4 separate regions of the Mus musculus genome follow, and regions 1, 2 and 3 are each linked to region 4. Evidence: chromatin contacts called from public Hi-C, HiChIP or PLAC-seq and capture Hi-C data. All regions are on one chromosome and are shown on one strand. The core of a region is the stretch at or near the end of the contact, and the rest is flanking DNA. Distances in the headings are between cores, read along the strand shown. Region 1 holds the start of Tanc1 (tetratricopeptide repeat, ankyrin repeat and coiled-coil containing 1). Region 2 has its middle 13 kb from the start of Gm39831. Region 3 has its middle 45 kb from the start of Gm39831. Region 4 holds the start of Baz2b (bromodomain adjacent to zinc finger domain, 2B).

Region 1 (2,700 bases), core at 67-2,566, 510 kb after region 4:
CGCCAGGACGCTACTCCGGGGGTCAAGTTCAAGATGAAGGTGCTCTCCTCACCACCCTGAGTTCACTCTGCAGGAAGCTGTATTACTCAGACCGGTCCCACTACTCCAGGCACAAGAATCTGGGGCTGCCAAGCCGGAGCCGAGGCAGCCTGAAGAAGACTGTCACAGCTCGGCGTCCTCCTCCCTCGGCCGCGGCACCGCGTTTCTTCTACCTGGCCATGGCCGCATTTCCTCCGGGAGCCTTTACACAATAAGTCAAGTAAGTTTTGGGAACTCCAGTCCAGAGATCTTGCTGACTGAAAACACGCTACACAATGCCCAGGGCTTCCTTCCCCGCCAGCCGTTCCGGAAAGCGGCCGCGCCGAACCCAAGGGCCCCCCCCCACACACACACACACACCCAAAAGTCCTCCAGGAAGAACCTGAATCCCCATAATGCCTCCAAAGTAACTACTCGTCGCCCAAGGACAAGGGGACTCGCAAACTTGACACGACCCTTCATTTAGCTGGCACTACTAAAAGGAAGAGAAAAAAAAAAAATCCTCAAGGTCTAATCCCAAATCATCACCCTATCACCAACACCACCAGGGAAAGAAATTGGCTTGCATCTGCGAGCCGCAGCCTGCAGGAGCGAATCACACACTTTCAGCTCACGGTGGGCGATACGATTCCCCACCCCACCCCCACCCCCGCTGAAGTTCTCCCGGGAACTTGGCGACCCGCGCGCGGCGACACTCAAGACCCCGCGGTGCCAGGCGCCCCGCCTGCACGTCCCCCTACTCCCCCCACCCAGGTGCCCGGCGCAGCCCAGGCCCTGTCTAGCCAAGGGACCGAAGAGGCGGGCAAGGGCCGGCTGGGAAAGTCCTGAGCGCCGCGTGATCCCAATGTCCCCCTAGCCCGGCTCTGCTGCAACCCGTTCCTCCGGGAGCGCAGGAAACGGCCTGCACCGACTCCCCGGCAGCGCCTAGCCCCAGGCCGGGAGCTCCGGCGTGCCTGCGCCTATTCCGGGAAAGCTCCCGCTGGGCCCGGCGGAGGAGGGGGCGTCCCGAAACTTTCCCACCAGCCTGGCTCTCGTTTCCCAGGCTGCTCTCCGGGACCCTTCCTTCCCCGCCCGCTGCGGACTCCCGGGGGCCGGCAGCGGCGCCCCGGCAGCGAGAGTTACCTGCCAGGAAAGTTTCCAGCTTTCGGCGCGGTTCCCACCCCGGGGGCCGAGCCTCAGGGCGCAGAGGGCTGGGCGCTTGGCGGCTGCGGCTCCTGCGGCTCCCGAGCCGGGCTCCCGCAGCTGCCACCGCGGAGGCAGCGCTCCGGCCCGTCCCCGCGCCTCGCTCGGCCCACACCGGGACCTCATTGGCAGCGCGAGTCCCCGCCCTTGCGCGTGTTCCGGAAGGCACCTTCCCTGTGCGCGCCCGCCGGGGCTGTGCCTCCCGCGCCCCTCCCGACCGGAGCTGCCCCGGCTCTGGGACCCGCTGGGGCGCCGCACGCCAACTTTCCTCCCGGCGCCTTCGCCCCCTCCTCACCCAGCATGTCCTCTGCGGGAAGCTAAGCTTTCCGGGAGAAGGTTGCTCCCCTGGGGCCTCGCCTGGACCCCAGTGGGACAGGATCAGAAGTGTGATTAGCCCTCTCCTCCTTTTTTTAGCCGTTTTAGAATCAGTAAAGTGGCTCGGCCTTCGGTCTGCGCTGCTCTCTGAAAGCATCCGAGGAGGACATATGGGAGCAATTAGCCAAGCTGAAGTTTCCGCGGATGCCTTAGGGTGGCTTTGTTGGCTTTTCTTCCCCTCGCTTAACTAAACACAAACAAATACACTTTCTTGTTCCAAAATGAGCTGAGAAAGATGGAAAGTGCATCTCGCCCATTGCACCTTTTTCTTTCTGGAAAGTTAAGTTGGGGTTGTTCCGGGGATCAGTGACTGCCCAGAGTCAGGGGCAGTCCTCCCTCCTCGAACTCTGTGGCTAGCAGTACTGTCTGGGCTAAGTACACTGGCCAGCGGCTAGCTTCCTTGTCAGGAGGAGGAGTCCTGGAGGAAGAACAGACAAAGATGCTATTATTAAGTAGGCTGGTGGCAGTAAATTAAACTCCCTAGTTCCCAAAATGTTTTGTTATTCCCAATAGAACAGAAGTTTGAAAATGGCCTAGGGAACTGGGAGACCTGGGTCCTCCACAACCTCCCAGGAATCCAGGCAGCCAATTTATATGTAGAAGGCTCAGCCCTCTCTATTCCCAAAAGCCCTTTGGGCCCCCTTTCTTTGCAGAAGGATCAACTAGAAATTCCAACAGGAATTGCACACAGGCCGCCCATCCGTGTAAGGAGAGTGAAGAATACAGAAGTTGCTATAAATGGGTTTATTGCCAACCCCTAACCTTTGCTGTGGCAAACCTGCCTTTAAAGACAACTGTGTTTTAAACAACTTTCCCTATAAAAACTTCAACCTCACATAGAGCTTCCCAATATAAAGATAGCTGCAAGAATGGTGTTTGCATTTAAAGTTCCTGTGAAAAGTGACAGGAAGCAAAAGGCTGCTCAATCTATCTCTCCATAATAAATAAAAGATGGTTCGAATGTGTTGGGTATTTTTCACTCGTATAGTCAAAGACCTGATTATCACTATATTTATAAGTATGCAGCGAACATATCCCAGCCTTTACTCAAGCAAATCATGACATGAATATTCAAAGCAAGTAAGGACTCCTGGTAAGCCAGGA
Region 2 (2,700 bases), core at 198-2,697, 600 kb after region 4:
CAAGCTGCATCGATGCTGTGAAGCCAGGCAGGAGCTCATGGACTGATTGCAGCCTGGAGCCTTAGAAGAGCTGGCCAGGCTTAAACCTGCTGGGGTCGGGGCACTGAACTCCAGGATTGGCTAGGCTGAGAAAACCTGGCAGGGTCTGATTATGTTTGACGGAATCACCTCTGTTTTTGGTCTTGGAAGTCTCTGAATGAACTAGCTCACACAAGGTAGTTGTCATGTGACTGATTTAAGATCCTGAGATGCATGGATACCTGATTATGCAGGTCGGCCAAGGTTAGCCACAGAGATTCTTATTACAGGGATGGCAAGAGCCAGAGTCCAGAAAAGGACATTCATGGTCAGAAGCTGAAGTCAGAGAGGTTTGTTTTGATGATGATGATGTGTGTGTGTGTGAGTGAGAGAGAGAGAGAGAATGTGTGTGTGTGTGTGTGTGTGTGTGTGTGTCTGTGTGTCTGTGTGTGGTACTAAGAATGTTCTAGAAGTACACACCTGGTTTGAGGTGTAGTAGAAGTCTTCCTTCTCAGGAGGCCTGGCAGGTCTCGGCATGTTACCTGAGGAATCTTGTTTTGTTTTTTGTTTTTGTTTGTTTGTTTTTGTTTTACTAGACAGGGTTTCTCTGTGTAGCCCTGGCTGTCCTGGAACTCACTCTGTAGACCAGGCTGGCCTCCAACTCAAAAATCCGCCTGCCTCTGTCTCTCAAGTGCTGGGATTAAAGGCGTGAGCCACCACCGCCCGACCTGAGGAATGTTGTAGCCACAGCAAACTAAATTTGAAGTTTCCAAGGAGACAGTGAAGGAGGCCCAGAAATTTTCTTCATCTGCTCTCAGCAACCTGCAGCCATGGCCCAGGACTTCATGATAGAAATGAGTGCGTGCAGGAAAAGAATCCAAAGGAGCGACAGGAGTTCTGCATCATTCCTGGTTTTCTCAGGTAGTGAGTGTGGCCCCTTTGGGTGGAAAATTAGATGCCACTTCAGGTGCATTCACCGGAGGCTTTCAAGGGTTTCTCTCACCTTACCAACACCTGCATGATCCAATGCCATCTCAGATCTTGCAAAAGTAAAAACTGGACTAGCAAAGTAAAAACTAGAGAAAATTAAAAGGGTGAAATTGATAACCAACACCTCTTTCACTGGGGCAGATCACAGCATCCACAGGTCAGGGACTCCGACGGCCATTTCAATATTACCTGAGAAGTTCTACTACAGGCCCCACAGTCTCTTGTCTTCCCGCAGAACATACATAAATATTTAGCTGCAAACTTCAGGACAGAATAAAGCCAGACCTCCAATTTATTTGAAAGGAAAATTTTATAGCAGATACTTAGGTCGTTAAAGAGAAAAAGCAGCTGAACTGGTTGTAAAACTGAAGATTAACTAAGAGTCAACATGAATTCTCTCAGATCCTGGGTAGGAAAACCAGTCATCACTCAGAATTAGATCTGTGGAGCGGGGGGGACCAGCTCCCTGAAAAGCTCTGTTTTCTCTCAGGAATACTTAGCTTGGCATAAGGAAAATGAAAACAAATTAAAACAAAACAAAACAAAACTCATTTCTGGCTTCATTTTCTCTGGAGAGTTAAAAAAGACACTTGTGTTGAATGCAGGTTTTCTCTGCAACCTCATTCTGGCTGTCAAGTGAGAAAGCCCAGTGTAGGCTCTCCAGCAGCTCCGGTCTGTCCACACGTCTCTGAAAACAAGACCTCCCATACACAGCTAGTCTCCTTTCGTCAGATGAACGTTTGGAAAGAAATTTTACTTATAGTATGTCCTACAGGAAATGGTGGGGTACACGTGGTACCCCCTACTTTTGCTGCAGTTGGATGTGAAAGGGCTAATGTGTGTTTCCCAGCACATTTTACAAAACTTTAGTACATTAAGAAGACCTGGCTACTAAGGTCGAATTCTACCATGCCTAGATAGTTCTTCTGAGATCCATGCAAAATGGAGGACTCTCATTTGCAGTGGGAGTTCCTCCTCTCCTTCTGATCTGGGGAGCCCGGTCCCAATCTCCTACTTAAGCAATGTCACCTAGTCCTTGGCAAACCTGAAAGTTCAACTTCCTCTATCCTGGTAAGAACCCACCCGCCCGGCATCACCTGGGATTTCTGGAATGCCTCTCCATACGAGGCATTGACAGTTCTTTAAATTCCAGCCAGTGATTTTGTTTGCCCTGAAAACTCCTCCCTACTCACCAAAGTTTATATATAACCCTTTTCCACCCTCCAAAAAGTATCTGCACGCAAGCTGTTTCACTGAAGATGGTCTAAGAAAGTTGTTTGATTGAGTATCGCCTAAGAGAGCTAAAATCCTTGGTGAAGACGCCCATCCCCAACTCCGCCTCATCCTTGCAGCGTGGTGTGCAATGGCGGCATCTGGACAACCCTGAGGGAGGAAACATAGGACTCAGAACCACAGCTGGTCCCCAAACTTGTTCCAGAAAGAAGCACAAACTCAGTGTAAGCAAGACTATCAGGCTATGAGACCATCTGTAAATGGAATACTTCATGCTGCATACCCACTACTGAAAGGTTCTGTGACTTCACACAAAACTTCGGTATCGGACTGACCAATCCTCACCTCGTCCTCTGACCACTGCATTCTGTGTGACCTTAGCAACAAATTGTGCCCTCCTCGTTCCATACGGCCATGCATCTCTATCTCGATAGCGCAAGGCCACCACGCAGAGTCCAT
Region 3 (2,700 bases), core at 96-2,595, 570 kb after region 4:
CTTTCTTCCTCTTCCTCTCCATCCCCCTTTGTCTCTTTTGGTTTTTTTTTTTTTTTGAGACAAGTTTTCTCTGTATATTCCCGTGTGCCCTGAAACTCACTCTGTAGATCAGGCTGGCCTCAAACTCAGAGATCTCCTCGTGTCTGTCTATGTTTGCTGCGATTAAAGGTGTGCACCACCACGCCATACTCCCTCCCTGTCTCCATTAAAAGAGCTTGATATAGCTTAGGCTGTCCCCAAACTTGTTGTGTAGCTGAGGATGACGTTGTATTCCTGACCCTTCTGCATCCACCTCTGACATGCTAGGTCCACACGCTTGCACCATCACACCTAGCTCACGTAGTGCCAGAGGTTTGAACCCAGGGCTTTGTGGAAGCCCGGCCATCTTCTCTACCATATAAATTTCATTCCCTGCTTGGGAATTATACTATGTCTGAAGTCTGTACAACCAACAGCTTTCTTTAAGGGGTGTGTTCCTGCCCAGGTGATCAACAGGCCCATTTGGACTCACTCTTTACAGGAGGGGACATGATGTGTCTGGTACAACTCTCTTCTCTCCTGGGAAGCCCCAGGCTAGATAGTGATCTTGTAAGGTTCAGAAAGTTATCTATTAAGACCTTTAGGGCTACTAGAATGTCATGTCTTCACCTAGGATCAGAGCTAAGACCTGAACCCCCTCTTATTCCTGGTTTTACGAGCTTTTGATGATGAGGGAGGGGGTCCATCCCCAGTGACCTTCAAACCTGCTAGTACCTACCTAGGCATCTAACCAAATGGACCTCATAAATAAAAAATCATAGATGTAAAGCAGTAATGCTATTGTCTCAGTGCTGGTCGACGTGCAGTGAGATCTTGGCTAGTAGATTGAATTGCCACTAGATCAGCTATGTCACTCTTATTCCATAGATTAGGAAACAGATTTATCTACCCAATGTCCCAATACCTAGATGAAAGTCTTACTCTAAATCCTTCAACACTTTAAATAAAAGATGACAAAATTTTATAAATATTAAAATGATAGTAAAATTGACATCACGTTTATATGCAGCCTGATGAATTACACATGTATTGAACCACATGATCACAACCACAATCTATTCACAGAATTATTCCGTCGCCCTAACACTCTACCAGATGGTCTGCTTTGTGTTCACGCCCTGTCCCTACACACCTACCAGCCGATACTTTTGACTTTTAGGAATATTAAACATATTGAATTGCAGAGCGTGTAATCTTTAAACAGGTGTTTAAGTAATAGACTCGGAGAGTTATGAAAGTAATACAGAGCTCGCAGCACACTGCCCCAGGTGCCCCAGTGAAGCCAGGAAGTGAACAGCGGTATAAGCCACAGATCTCACCTAGAGTTCACCAGCATAACAGGCACTCACTGCCTGTTATGAGTGAGTGTGAAGTTGTATATACCTGGGTCACAGTGAGATTTCATCCACCATCGTGATCTAGAGATAGAATTGTCCTGTTAACACAGACTCCTTATTCTGCTCCTATGTGGTTGCATTGTGTGGAGTTTAACACTGGCAAGCCTTTCTCTGTGTGTCCTAAGCCTCTTTAAATATGAATTACACTTATTTTTTATTTATGTGTGCATGTGCAGAGGTGCTCATCATGAACTGGAGGACAGAGGGCAGCCTTTGGGAGTCTGTTCTCTCTTACCAGGTAGGTCAGGGATTAAACTCAGATCAGCAGGCTTGGCAGCAAGCGCTATACCCGTCGAGCTAGCTTAATCAGCCCCAAAGCTGTCTCTTAAATTTTTAAAAAACTGTGTGTGTGTGTGTGTGTGTGTGTGTGTGTGTGTGTGTGTGTGTGTGTGTGTTATCTGTATGAACAGGTTTGTGAGTACCACTGCACTTGTGGTGTGTCAGAGCTCAGAGGACAACTTTGTGGAGTCTGCTCTCTCTACCCACCTTTACATGAATTCCGGGATGAAACGTAAGCTGTCATGCTTACATTGCAAGGACTTTACCCACTGAATCATCTCAGCGGCCTAGGTTTCTCTGTGTAGTCTTGGCTGTCCTAGAACTCACTCTGGGACCAGGCTGGCCTCGAACTTACAGAGATCCACCTGCCTCTGCCTCCCAAATGGTTGGATTAAAGGTGTGCATTACCACCACCACCTGGCTTATTATATACTGATATAATCATATATAGAAAACTCAACAAAAGATACATTTCATTTTTTTTTTGCTATCACTTTTTATTTTGTTGAATGAAAATGACCCTACCCCATATGGAGGGACTAGTTAAAACTGCTGCATCACTGGGGTTAAGTGTGCTACGAGGCTTAGGAGATATTTGGGCATCTTCAGACACCAGGAAGTAAACTGTAGCCTGTTTCTTTTCTTCTTCTTCTTCTTCTTCTTCTTCTTCTTCTTCTTCTTCTTCTTCTTCTTCTTCTTCTTCTTCTTCTTCTTCTTCTTCTTTTTCTTTTTTCTTTTCTTTTTTCTTTTTCTTTTTTTCTCTTTCTCTCTTTCTTTCTTTCTTTCTTTCTTTCTTTCTTTTTCTTTTTCTTTTTTTTGGCTTTTCGAGACATGGTTTCTCTGTATAGCCCTGGCTGTCCTGGAACTCACTCTGTAGACCAGGCTGGCCCCAAACTCAGAAATCCGCCTGCCTCTGCCTCCCAAGTGCTGGGATCAAAGGCGTGCGCCCCCACTGCCCGGCATTCGTAGCCTGTTTCTTAAAGTG
Region 4 (2,700 bases), core at 3-2,502:
TCAGAGCATGCAAAAAGACCTAGTCTGCCAGCTTTTTTTTCCTTCCTAATGAAGCAGCTTTGTGAAATCTCCCCATGTGTTAATACTAATGAAGATCCTCCAGCACAATTAAAATCACAGCCAGTGGCTGAGGAGGAAACATAAAACAATAGCATCTTTTAGGATACATCTAGCCACATATGCACGCATAAAATAATACATGGGCAAATCATTCTCTGAGAACTACATTTTTACTTGGTCTTCATTCTGAAAACTAAATTATCTAATTTGTAATTACACAAACTTCAAGAGTTTATTGTGTTCTTAATAAACACCTTAATATATATATATTTTAAATGACCTTTTTGTCTTCGTGGGTAATAACGTGTACCTAGGTTAAGGGGTTTTTTTTTTTTTTTTAACTCGTTTTTAGGAGACTGCGGGTACACTGTTGGAGGGAACGGGGTGTTCTTTGCCTTTAGTTTAACTTGATTGGTTGAAGGGAATTGGGGAGTGGAAGGTTAAAAATTGAGACAGCCAGCTGACATTCTGGGGCTCTGATGGAGCACAGCACGTTTAGTTGGTAATGGGCTATTAGTCTTTTAAAGTGTTTAGTTCTTACAGTTTAACTAGCTTTTTTTTTTTTCTTAACCGAAACTAGAAAAAAAAATGAGATTACGGCTTACAGATTATACAAATAACTGTAAAAGAACTTAGTGTTTATTCATTTGAATATTATTGATTCACACCATGAACATCACAAGCATTTAAATTCGTCCATGGAAAAGCATTAGTAGTTTACCTTGAGATCGCCTTGCGCCCTGCTTTTTAAAGCCCTAGCATGCACAAATTCTTGGCATATTAATTTAGCGTGTAGACTCCAACACAATTCCTAGTTTACAAACATAAAAGTTGGTGGAGATGGCTTATCTGTGTTCCCTAACAGTCCGTTTAAGTTTTTTTTTTTTTAAATTAAGTATTCAGTTCTGTCCCCCCCTCCCCGCCCCCCGAAAAGCAAAACAAAACATGTAAGTTTCTTAACTTTTTCTTGGGACGAGGAGCGGTGCAAACTCAAAGATACAGTATTCTTGGAATGAAGAAGCAGCCCCCTCCCTTGGCTCCTTTTAGAGCTGATAGGTCATTTATTATTGGAACTGAAATGGTATAAACAATTCTCTCGCTCTTTTTTCCCTTGTTAACAGCAACTTTCATTGTTAGAGAGAGGAGAGAGAGAGAAGCCTTGTTGGTTGACGTCACTTGGTTCATGAAGCCTTCGCCTAGAAGTGAAGCTGCTGAACAAACCTTGAGAAGAATCATCTCCTGCTTCAATCTGCTGCTGGATAGGAACTAATCAGAGAGCGAGCGGCGGAAGACGGGGACGGAGGGAGCCAGGGCTTTCGCGATCACGGATCTCACCTCCACTCCAACTCCCTAGACTTTCTGGCAGGAATTAGAAGAGAAATAAGGAGGCGGTGGGGATTCCGAAAAGCTTAACCCGCACCCGGGAAGGGCGAAAATCCCTTCCCCCGCAACTCAGTTCGAAAGTGAAGGTGAGTTTGAGAGCCGGGGTGCGGGGGTGCGGGCGAGGTGGGTTCCGGGCGGAGAGCGGCGGCTGCGGGCTGGAGCCCTCCCGAGGCGCCCGCCGCTGTTTACCCGCGCCGCCCGGTGTGGCTCTTTGTTGTGCGGCTGCGACGCAGCGGTGGCTCTGGGGTCCCGACTAGAGTCCCGGGCGGAGGGCGCGGGGCGCGGGGCCCTGGTACCGGGCGGGGTGTGTGTGTGGGGGGTGCGGGCTCCGCGGAACGGAAACTTTGCTGGGAGTGCGGGCGCGGGCGGGCGGGCGAGCGAGCGGCCGGGCGGGCCTCGTCCCTCCATTGTGCCCGCCGCCCTCGCCGCCGGCCTCGCGGCGTCCTCCAGCCCGGCCCGCTGCGGCGCCCCGCGGGGCAGCTCCCGAGGCGCCGGGCCCTGGCCGCCCCCGCCTCCGCCCGGGGCCCGCAGCCTCGCTCCCGCCGAACCGCGCCAGGCCGCTGGGGCTCCGGAGCCGGGTGGGGGTGGGGCCGCGGCCCCGGGCGGCGGGTACCGGGCGGCTCGGCTCCGGGAGGGCTCCGGGCGTCCTGGGGCCGCGGCGGCCTGGCGGGCTGGGCTCCGGGTCCTCGGGCTCCGCGTCCTCCCTCCCCCGCGACGCCCCGCTCCCCTCCCCTAAAGTAGTTCCGCGAACCCCAGAATTGGGATCGGGAAAGGCTAGGAAGTGTGCCGGGACTCGGAGCCGGCCCCGCGGGGTGGGGGCTGGCTCCTCTTCCCCTCTCCTCCGTGTTTATCTTTTGTGTGTTGTTTCCTTGTGAAGCGAGAAGCAGCTGCAGTCCGTGGCCGAGTTGTTGAAATTTATCCCTTTGTGTATATTACAATATCCTCCATTTTTCCCCCTGCCCTCTAAACAACAAGCGTTTCGCCATCTTGGGCAATTTTTATTCCCAAGTCTGTCTGTCTCTTTTAATTTTTAAGGAAGGGAAAGGAGCCATAGAAATGAAAAAAAGTGTGCCTGGATAAGGCTCAAAGTTAGGAACGGTTCAGGGGGCCATGTGACGTCATGTAAACTTTTATCAAGAAAATTTCCCCAAAGTGGTTTTTTGTTTTCCTCAAAATTTTCTCGTTTTTCGGAATCGTGTAACTTAGAGGCTAGTGATAAGTTGTGCACTTTATTTTTGTATTTTGCATTCAGAACGG

What was found. Hi-C and Micro-C count contacts between places; a contact is called where the count stands out from the background. HiChIP or PLAC-seq counts read pairs in DNA pulled down with a chosen protein or histone mark. Capture Hi-C pulls out chosen DNA fragments and counts their contacts.
Region 1: a capture Hi-C map of embryonic stem cells shows a contact between it and region 4, with 3 times the contacts expected there. The contact joins the promoter of Tanc1 here to the promoter of Baz2b in region 4. A contact is called at or near these places in 2 of 39 promoter capture datasets (the C10 cell line and liver), 6 of 484 Hi-C or Micro-C datasets (cardiomyocytes, embryonic fibroblasts, embryonic stem cells and 2 more), 9 of 115 datasets of contacts at active chromatin or transcription factors (the 230-238 cell line, astrocytes, cardiomyocytes and 3 more) and 1 of 9 other capture datasets (embryonic stem cells).
Region 2: a contact with region 4 is called in a Hi-C map of uterus, with 5 times the contacts expected there. The contact joins the enhancer-like site here to the promoter of Baz2b in region 4. A contact is called at or near these places in 7 of 484 Hi-C or Micro-C datasets (the N1E-115 cell line, cerebellum, cerebral cortex and 2 more) and 10 of 115 datasets of contacts at active chromatin or transcription factors (the 230-238 cell line, astrocytes, craniofacial prominence and 6 more).
Region 3: a contact with region 4 is called in an H3K4me3 HiChIP or PLAC-seq map of embryonic limb bud, with 3 times the contacts expected there. The contact joins the enhancer-like site here to the promoter of Baz2b in region 4. A contact is called at or near these places in 1 of 39 promoter capture datasets (embryonic stem cells), 4 of 484 Hi-C or Micro-C datasets (cerebral cortex, cortical neurons, embryonic stem cells and 1 more) and 16 of 115 datasets of contacts at active chromatin or transcription factors (the 230-238 cell line, the NIH/3T3 cell line, the SCID.adh cell line and 9 more).

Annotation. Positions count from the first base shown.
Region 1 is chr2:59,610,658-59,613,357 of GRCm38.p6, reverse strand. Tanc1 (tetratricopeptide repeat, ankyrin repeat and coiled-coil containing 1) reads right to left here and starts at 1,316. Exons shown (of 27, transcript NM_198294.3): 1 at 1,162-1,316.
Region 2 is chr2:59,524,193-59,526,892 of GRCm38.p6, reverse strand. No RefSeq gene overlaps it. Among named protein-coding and RNA genes, the nearest start is that of Gm39831, 13 kb to the right of the region's middle. Within about 2 kb of position 1,447, at least 11 of the 459 cell types and tissues checked have an H3K27ac peak or open chromatin away from gene starts, as enhancers often do. A contact at or near this core is called in uterus, where this site is marked.
Region 3 is chr2:59,555,691-59,558,390 of GRCm38.p6, reverse strand. No RefSeq gene overlaps it. Among named protein-coding and RNA genes, the nearest start is that of Gm39831, 45 kb to the right of the region's middle. Within about 2 kb of position 1,345, at least 1 of the 459 cell types and tissues checked has an H3K27ac peak or open chromatin away from gene starts, as enhancers often do. A contact at or near this core is called in embryonic limb bud, where this site is marked.
Region 4 is chr2:60,124,292-60,126,991 of GRCm38.p6, reverse strand. It overlaps Baz2b (bromodomain adjacent to zinc finger domain, 2B), which reads left to right and starts at 1,252. Exons shown (of 36, transcript NM_001001182.3): 1 at 1,252-1,529.